2 separate regions of the Mus musculus genome follow, and region 2 is linked to region 1. Evidence: chromatin contacts called from public HiChIP or PLAC-seq data. All regions are on one chromosome and are shown on one strand. Each heading gives the region's core, a stretch centred on a gene start, on an enhancer-like site or on the middle of the called end of the contact. The rest is flanking DNA. Distances are from core to core; before and after follow the strand shown.

Region 1 (4,005 bases), core at 737-3,236:
ATAAATATCTTTAAAAGAAGAATAAATCAAATTGAAAGACCAGGAAGATGGTTCCGTGGATAAAGCACTTGCCTCATAAACACACGAACCTGGGCTCAGGGTTTGGCTTTTCCCATCCCCCACCCCGCTCTCGTTTCCTGGGGGTCTTTTTCTCTGTGTGTCTTTCTCTGTGTGTATTTCCTCAGCCCTAATAAAAAAGCATCACACACACACAACTAACCACAACAAATGTCATTTCAGATTGTCTGAACAGAAATCCATCAATCTCTGTCCTCTACGCGCAGCCCCCCAACACATGCACATATGTACACAAAATATAAATAAGTTAAAATATATGAAACCAAAAGTCCCAAGGGAGCTCACCGAGGACAAAGCATCATGTCGCTCTTACCACCCTCCAAGGGCTGAGTCCAACACTGGCAGGAAAAGGAGGCTCTCTCCCCACTCCCTCCAAACCCTCTGGGACTAAGGTAGAAGGGGGTGGGATGGGGGGGACACTAAGATTTACTTATTAATTGAGGAATGAGGTTTCAAAGCTGGTAAGTAGCAGGACCTGGAATCTAGTTTGAAGCCACCCAGCTCCAAATGGTCCTGAAAATCTTCTCACGGTGAGTGTGGAAGCCATCCCTAGACTGGGGACAGGTGGCTGGAGCCACAGCAGAAGTACAACCTGAGAAAGCAAAGGCAGGTGCCTCAGGCCAAGGGGCCCAAGGGGCAGTTCGGTTAGTGGAGGCCAGGGGTGGGTATGGGTTCTAGGGATTGCAGTATGTAAAAGTTAACAGCCCCTCTGGTCTGGCAGGGTGTCCAGAGAAGTTGGGTCCGGGCAGGAGGGTTCGGGCACCATAGGAATTTTTCGTACAGTGCATGAGCCCTTAACATGCCATTTCCAAGTTCAAGACTAAGTTCAACGTAGAGACAGAGAACTACCTGTATCCCTAGCTGAACTCAGAACAGAGGGAATGTTTGTGGTTGAAACTCTCCTGCTCCCTCCCACAACCACCCCTCTTCCTCCCCTGCTCCCTACAAAGGCTGTCATTACCCCATTTCTAAGGATAAGAAAACCTAGAATCAGAGTCGGTCAAGGCCAAGGCCAAAGCCCACTGTGGGGGCCAATCTTGGAATTCTGAGACCAGGGGTAATGGTGTAGAACACTCCCACAATCAGGCCTGGATTGAAGCTGGTTGGAATCCCAGCTTTGCTCCACTGCACTGGTCATCTCCTGCATGTACAAACTCCTCGTAGATTTAAACACTGTGTCCCAAAGATGATCATGACGCCCCCCTGGCTGGACTTAGTTTTCACATCTGTAAAATGGAACTGACTAGGTCCTCTTCACTGCTAGAGAGTTAAAGCAAGTGAACTCAAAAGCAGAGCCAAAGCAGATCAAAGCCCCCGGACCGGAGCTTTGTGAAGGCTGGGACCCAACTCAGATTTATTCACTCAGCCTCGGGCACCATGCCTGGCACACGGAGAGGCGCCCAATAAATGTTTGCTTGAGCAAGGACCAGCCCTCAATAAATAACAGCTGTTGTTGACTCGGCTAACGGAGGCAAGGCACTGGGCTCTCCCCTTGTCTCAACCCCCTCGCTAGCCCCCAACTCAATTTTGCCCCTTTCTCCAGGACCCCCATCTCCTCCACCTCTTTCTATTCAAACTTTCCTCCCTCACAATTTCCCGCCTAACCCCTCCTTTCCGTCCTCCCCCCCATCCCCCTACTGTGTGCGTCCACTCCTCCCCCACTCTCCACCTCTGTCCCTTCACACCCCCTGCCTTCTTCTATCTCCGCCCCCAGCCTCCCCTCTCCCGTACCCCCCCCCCCAACCTTCTCCAACTCCCATCCCAAATTCCTCCTCAGCATCTCCACCCACACGGGCGCCCTTCGCGAGGCGGGGTAATCCGGGCTCCGGGGTCCTTGGCTTGGGTCCAGCCTGAGGCCCTGGGCGGCGGCGGCGGCGGAAGCAGCAGCAGCGGCGGGCGGGGTTTGGGTTTTTTTTTTTGGTTTTTCTTTTTTTTTAATAACCCTGGCAGGCTGCTCAGGAAGTGAGTGCCTTCCCGCGCCCCCTCCCCCGGCCACGCCACCGGGCGCTTGCTCCCTCCCTTCCTGTGCGCCGGGCGGTGAGTCTGTGCGTCTACAGCGGACCGAAGGCTCCAGGCACGCAGGTACTGGCGATCTGGGGACCCAGTTGGGCGGCGCAGTCACCGGAATGCAGTGATTATAAGTGACTTTGTGTGTCTCGGGGACAAGATGTGCTGGACGGATCCCGTTGTGCGAGTGCTGTGTTGGTGCCGAATGTCCCTAAGTGTTGCAGATACAGACTGCCTGTTTGGGTTGGCTCAGGTTTGGGGCGGGGGTCGAGGTCAGCCACGTATCCAAATGGTTGTGCTTCTGCGGATTGTATGACCTTATGGCTTTCAGCATCTGGGAGCGACTGTGTGGGCAGACTGTTGAGGTGTGTTGAGTGTTTGCCTAAGTGAGGGTAAGAAAAATGCCTCTCGTGCATGTAAATGCCAAGTGTGTCTGTCTCTGAATATTTGCGTTTCTCAGGAGTGTTATTAGTGGAAATGCCTGCATGCATATGTGTCTGAGTTTGTAGAATTTCTTAGTTCCCCCTGCTATGAATGTGTAAACTTGTGCATGTGTGTGTGTTAACTTTCTGTGTTAAATGAGCGTGTATAGGCTGCTAGGCTTGTGGCTTGTCTTGGACTGTGTAACTGTGCACATAGGCCTGTTTGTCTGGGTTTATGGGCTGTCTGGGTGTCCATGTGGAAATATGTGTTTCTGTATACATAGGTGTGGAGGTATGTAGTTGTGTGTGTTTGGGTTTAGTGAACCAGGCCTTCCTGCTATTCAAGTGTGGGTTGCCCTATAGAGTGTGATTGTGTTTGTTTGTGTGTCTGCCTGTGAGAGTGGAGCTGGGGCTGCTACTTCCCCTCAGATGGTCATCTATGCCACAGAACTCTGAAGCAAGGAGCCTCCCTACCAGGGGGAGACACACTTTAATTAACAGCTGGTTGGTGGTAATGGGAGTGGTGACCTGTGCAGCCCCTCCCCTTAGGCCTCCCCTCTGGCTGGTCCTTTTGTCTGTGTGCTCACAGCAGCCAGGCCAGATGTGCAGCGCCTGGAGGAAGCCTGCTGCCTCAGGCTGATGGCTGCCTATGCCTGGCCAAAGAAGCTCTGTCCTCCACTGAGAAGCCTCCACCTCTTTAGCTGGGTTTCCCGCACAGCCTACAAAAGTCTAGGTGTGGAGTGCTGGTCCCTATAGGATCCCCAGGATGTGATGGAGCCACACACATTCCCGGGAGGCTTTTCCCTCTTCCAGCACTTGTGCCCTTCCCCCAGGCTAGTGGCCTCCCTGCAGCCTGCCAGAGGAGGGGCCTGGGGGACAGGGGCCAAGCCTAGGTACACACACACACACACACACACACACACACACACACACACACACACACACACACAGGAGAGACAGAGACAGACAGATACATATACACACCCATAGTGTCATCTTGTGCCCAGCCAAACATGCGACTCCTCTCAATTGTAACTCATCCTCAGATTGGCTTTGTCTGCCCCAGACCTACTGACTTGTTTGTGGTCTCTCCTGTAGCCCCATCTTGGTATCATTCCTACCAGTAGCTGTTACCCTGTGGGCAGGTGTGGCCACCCCATCAGTCACTCACCCAGTAGAATCCTTTTACCCTGCCTCCAGTTTTACCCCATCTGAGCCAGAACCACTAGGTAGCCTGTGCAGTTAGTTATTGGGAGGGGGAACTCAAGAATAGAAGATTGTGATGGCTTGACTTGGGGGTGGGGGGTGGGGTGGGAGGAGCTAAGCACCAGAATCAGGTTCTACTCCTGCCTGGTAGGATTAGAATGAAAGGTCAGAGGTTGGGAGGCTGGGTCTCCTGCCATTGCATCGAGACCCTGCTACCTTGAGTGAAAATGGGATATTTAAGGCTAGAGGGAGTCATTATCAGTCTTTTTAAATTTTAAATATATTTAAATAT
Region 2 (4,005 bases), core at 1,349-3,848, 62 kb after region 1:
GATACACATACATACACGAATTAGGAAAAAGGAGTTTTTAAAATATAACAAGAAGGTGGTGACCAGTGGCATGGGTTTGGCCATGTGTCCACTGGCCCCATTTTTACCCTCCCATAGGCCATCAACCGTGCCATGCAGAAGCCTCAGGAAGAATACAGCATCGGCGTGCTTGACATCTACGGCTTTGAGATCTTCCAGGTTTGGCTCTGGCTGCCCCTCACCCTCAGCCCAATCCTGTCTGTCTGTCACCTAGGCTCACCCAGTATTTGCCAGAGACATTGCATAGCCCACTAACAGAAAGGCCCTTTCCTCTCCTCCACAGAAAAATGGCTTTGAGCAGTTCTGCATCAACTTCGTCAATGAAAAGCTGCAGCAGATTTTTATTGAGCTCACGCTGAAGGCAGAGCAGGTGGGCAGGGCAGCCAAGTGTCACAAGACAGCACGTCAAGCCTAAGGGTCTCTATGCCACTGAGGACCCCCACACACAAATTCATTCCACCTCTCTCTGCTCGCTGCATTAGATTCAGCTTCCTGCTACTATAACAAAATACCACATATAATTTATAAAGAGAAAAGGAAAGCTAGGAATGCCATTCGGTTGGTAGAGCGCACTTGCCTAGCATGCATGAAGGTGTGAGTTCCATCACCGGCTGCATAAACTGGGTGTGGTGCTGCATGCCTTTCATCCCAGCACTCAGGAATTCAAGGTCATCCTTGACTACATAGGGAGTTTGTGGCCAGCCTGGAATAGGAGTGGGGAGAGAGCAGGAGGAACATGCAGGGCATGCCTGAAACCAGAACATAGAGGTTGCTGCTGAGGCAGAGGTGGGAATCCAATTTAAATAAGAAACATAGAGTTGTGTGTTGTAGTGCATACCTTTAATCCCAGCACTCACTCAGAAAGCAGAGGCAGGCAGGAGCTCTGTGAGTTTGAGGCCAGCCTGATCTAGAACATCCAGGGCAACATAGAGAGACCCTATCTCAAAGAAGGAGGAGGAGGAGAGGTAGGAGAGAGGAGGGAAAAGAGGAGGGGGGAGGAAGAAGTGGAAAGAAAGAAAGAAAGAAAGAAAGAAAGAAAGAAAGAAAGAAAGAAAGAAAGGAAGGAAGGAAGGAAGGAAGGAGGAGCTAAAAAAAAAAAAACAAAAAAGAAAGGTAGAAAAAAAATACAGTTGTTTGAGCAACTGCTTTGTGCCAGGTAGCAATCGACACATGGGTAGAGAGCTAGGGGCAGCACAGAAATCGCTGCCAAGAACTCTCAAGTGTACAGCTCAGCAGTAGAGTAGCCTGACTTGCTGGATTCCAACCCCAGCATCTGAAAAAGAAAATAAATCTGCTTTGATTTTTTTTCTCCGTCTTAAATGCAGAGTCTGAGGCAAGGGTTTAGCACAAATGATGTATTCTGGAGGTGCTCATACAAAGCAAAGACAATGAAAAAGTGATTTAAAATAAATATTAGAAGAGCACAGCCTAGGGATGTAGCTCAATAAGTAGAGTAGCTTGCCTCCTACATGCAAAATTGTGGATTCCATCCCCAGAACCATTATAAACCAGGCGTGGTGGTGCACGTTTGCCATCCCAGCACTCAGGAGGTAGAGACAAGAGGAGTTCAAGGTCATCCTTGGCTACCTATTGAGTTCAGGGGTAGCCTGAGCTACATAAGACCTATCTCAAAAAATAAAATAAAGGGATGGGTATACCTAATCCTGCTGGGATTACATATCCCAGGGTGGGGTGGTACCCAAGATAGGCTCCAGCTTCTCTGAGAAGAGAATGGTGGGAGGGGTTTGTAAGGGTGGGACTGGGAGGAGAGGAGAGAGGGGGACTGTGTTTGGGATGTAAAGTGAATAAAAAAAAATTATTAGAGAGAGAGAGAGGGAAAAAAAGCCCAAAGCTCAAATAAGGGTATTAATTTACAACTCCTGCTGGCTGTATGTCAGCAGGACCAGAGGCAGGGATATCCTCCCAAGGAAGAGTGATGAGATGGAGAGGCAGGCTCCACACTGTCTTACTGCCCCCCACCTCCAGGAGGAGTATGTGCAAGAGGGCATCCGCTGGACCCCCATCGAATACTTCAACAACAAAATTGTGTGTGACCTCATCGAAAACAAGCTGGTGAGGACTTTAGGAGGGGGCATTACAGGGGACTCCAGAGCTAAACCAGTGTATCTGGAAAGGGTTTATGATATCCTGAGGGGTGAGGAGAACCCATATTTGAAATATATTTCCAGCCACCCATCCATTGATTCTTCTGCCCACCTTTCTTTTATTTACTCAACATTCCCATTGGTAACATTTTCAGAGTCTGGTAATATCCTCCAAGCAATATCAACTTGGGGAAGGAAAAGAGGCACGGATTCCCTGCACGCCAGAAGTGGGAGGAGAGGAAAGACAAAGATGGGGGTGTGGGGAAAGAAGGAAAGGGAAAGGGGAAGAGAAAGAGAAAAGAAAGCGATCACGTTTTGAGCTTGTATTTAGGAGTTCCCTCCCAGGCCCCGGCTCAATCAGGGAGGACCCCAGCCAGGCTGAGCCGGACCTCTGCTCCTCTCAGAGCCCCCCAGGCATCATGAGCGTGCTAGATGATGTGTGTGCCACGATGCATGCTACCGGTGGCGGCGCGGACCAGACACTGCTACAAAAGCTGCAAGCGGCAGTGGGCACCCACGAGCACTTCAACAGCTGGAGCGCGGGTTTCGTCATCCATCACTATGCAGGCAAGGTGCGTGGAACTCCCTTCTAAGTGGGCGCCCCCTCACAAATCCCTGTCCAGTTTGCAAACTTCCTACTCCTCTGACCAAATTCCTCTTCCAGAGGGGCCCCAGCTAGGATTGTCCCAGTGGCCCAAAGGTCTTCCGAAATCGCCTAGACACCTGCCTCATGTCCCCTCTGCCAGAGCTACAGACACACACTGGCCTCTAATCACAGTTTACCTAATTAGCAAGGCAGCTCCTAACAGACAAGATGGGTCTTCTATGCTGGCACACACACCACAGTGTTCAATGTTAGCTATAAGTCTCTGACAAAAAAAAAAACCTGACCCACAGTTCCCCAAACCCATCACAAACAAACAAAATGGCCGGGCGTGGTGGCGCACGCCTTTAATCCCAGGACTTGGGAGGCAGAGGCAGGCGGATTTCTGAGTTCGAGGCCAGCCTGGTCTACAGAGTGAGTTCCAGGACAGCCAGGGCTACACAGAGAAACCCTGTCTCGAAGGAAAAAAAAAGGGGGGGGGGGGCTGGAGCCCGTCCACCTCACGCCTCCCAGAGGCTACAGAAATCTCTTAGTTTCTGACCCAAGCTATAGCCACCTTCCCAAGAGATTCCTTGCTATTTCCGCCACCTCGGCAGGGGTAGCAAATATTCCCAAATGTCCTCAGCCAGGGCTGCCAAAACCATGAGCAAGACCTCTAAAAGATCCCACTTAAAATAGCAACCCCAGGGGGCTGGAGAGATGGCTCAGTGGTTAAGAGCACTGACTGCTCTTCTGAAGGTCCTGAGTTCAAATTCCAGCAACCACATGGTGGCTCACAACCATCTGTAATGAGATTTGACAGCTTCTTCTGGTGTGACTGAAGACAGCTACAGTGTATGTAGATATAGTAATTAAATAAATTTAAAAAAATAGCAACCCCAGCTGAAGCCCCATTCCAAAAAAATAATCTACCACCAAAATTCCAAATCACCCCCTGATAGCCACTCACATCTACAATCCCAGAAACAGAAAGAGCAGACCATCCTTGGCTATATAGGGAATTTGAGGCCAGCCTCTAATTCCAACCTTCCAGGGGCAAAGGCAAGCAGAGCTCTGTGAATTCAATGCCAGCCTGGTCTACAAATAGAATTACAAGCCCCAATTGGCTACACAGTCAGACCCTTTCTCAAAACAAACAAACAACATTATTCTGGGAGTTAAGGAGATAGATCAATAAAGCACAATCAGGAGGATCTGAGCCCAGATACCCAGCACCCACATAAAACAAACCCAGACCAGACCCAGTGCACAGGCGGC

What was found. HiChIP or PLAC-seq counts read pairs in DNA pulled down with a chosen protein or histone mark.
Region 2: an H3K27ac HiChIP or PLAC-seq map of embryonic stem cells shows a contact between it and region 1, with 5 read pairs. The contact joins the enhancer-like site here to the promoter of Adamts10 in region 1. A contact is called at or near these places in 5 of 484 Hi-C or Micro-C datasets (CD8 T cells, the G1E-ER4 cell line, bone marrow-derived dendritic cells and 2 more), 5 of 115 datasets of contacts at active chromatin or transcription factors (the HPC-7 cell line, the SCID.adh cell line, bone marrow-derived dendritic cells and 1 more) and 3 of 9 other capture datasets (adipose tissue, liver and pancreatic islet).

Annotation. Positions count from the first base shown.
Region 1 is chr17:33,522,099-33,526,103 of GRCm38.p6, forward strand. It overlaps Adamts10 (a disintegrin-like and metallopeptidase (reprolysin type) with thrombospondin type 1 motif, 10), which reads left to right and starts at 1,987. Exons shown (of 25, transcript NM_172619.4): 1 at 1,987-2,160.
Region 2 is chr17:33,583,568-33,587,572 of GRCm38.p6, forward strand. It overlaps Myo1f (myosin IF), which reads left to right. Exons shown (of 28, transcript NM_053214.2): 11 at 118-198; 12 at 323-409; 13 at 2,026-2,112; 14 at 2,549-2,716. Among named protein-coding and RNA genes, the nearest start is that of Myo1f, 30 kb to the left of the region's middle. Within about 2 kb of position 2,599, at least 6 of the 459 cell types and tissues checked have an H3K27ac peak or open chromatin away from gene starts, as enhancers often do. A contact at or near this core is called in embryonic stem cells, where this site is marked.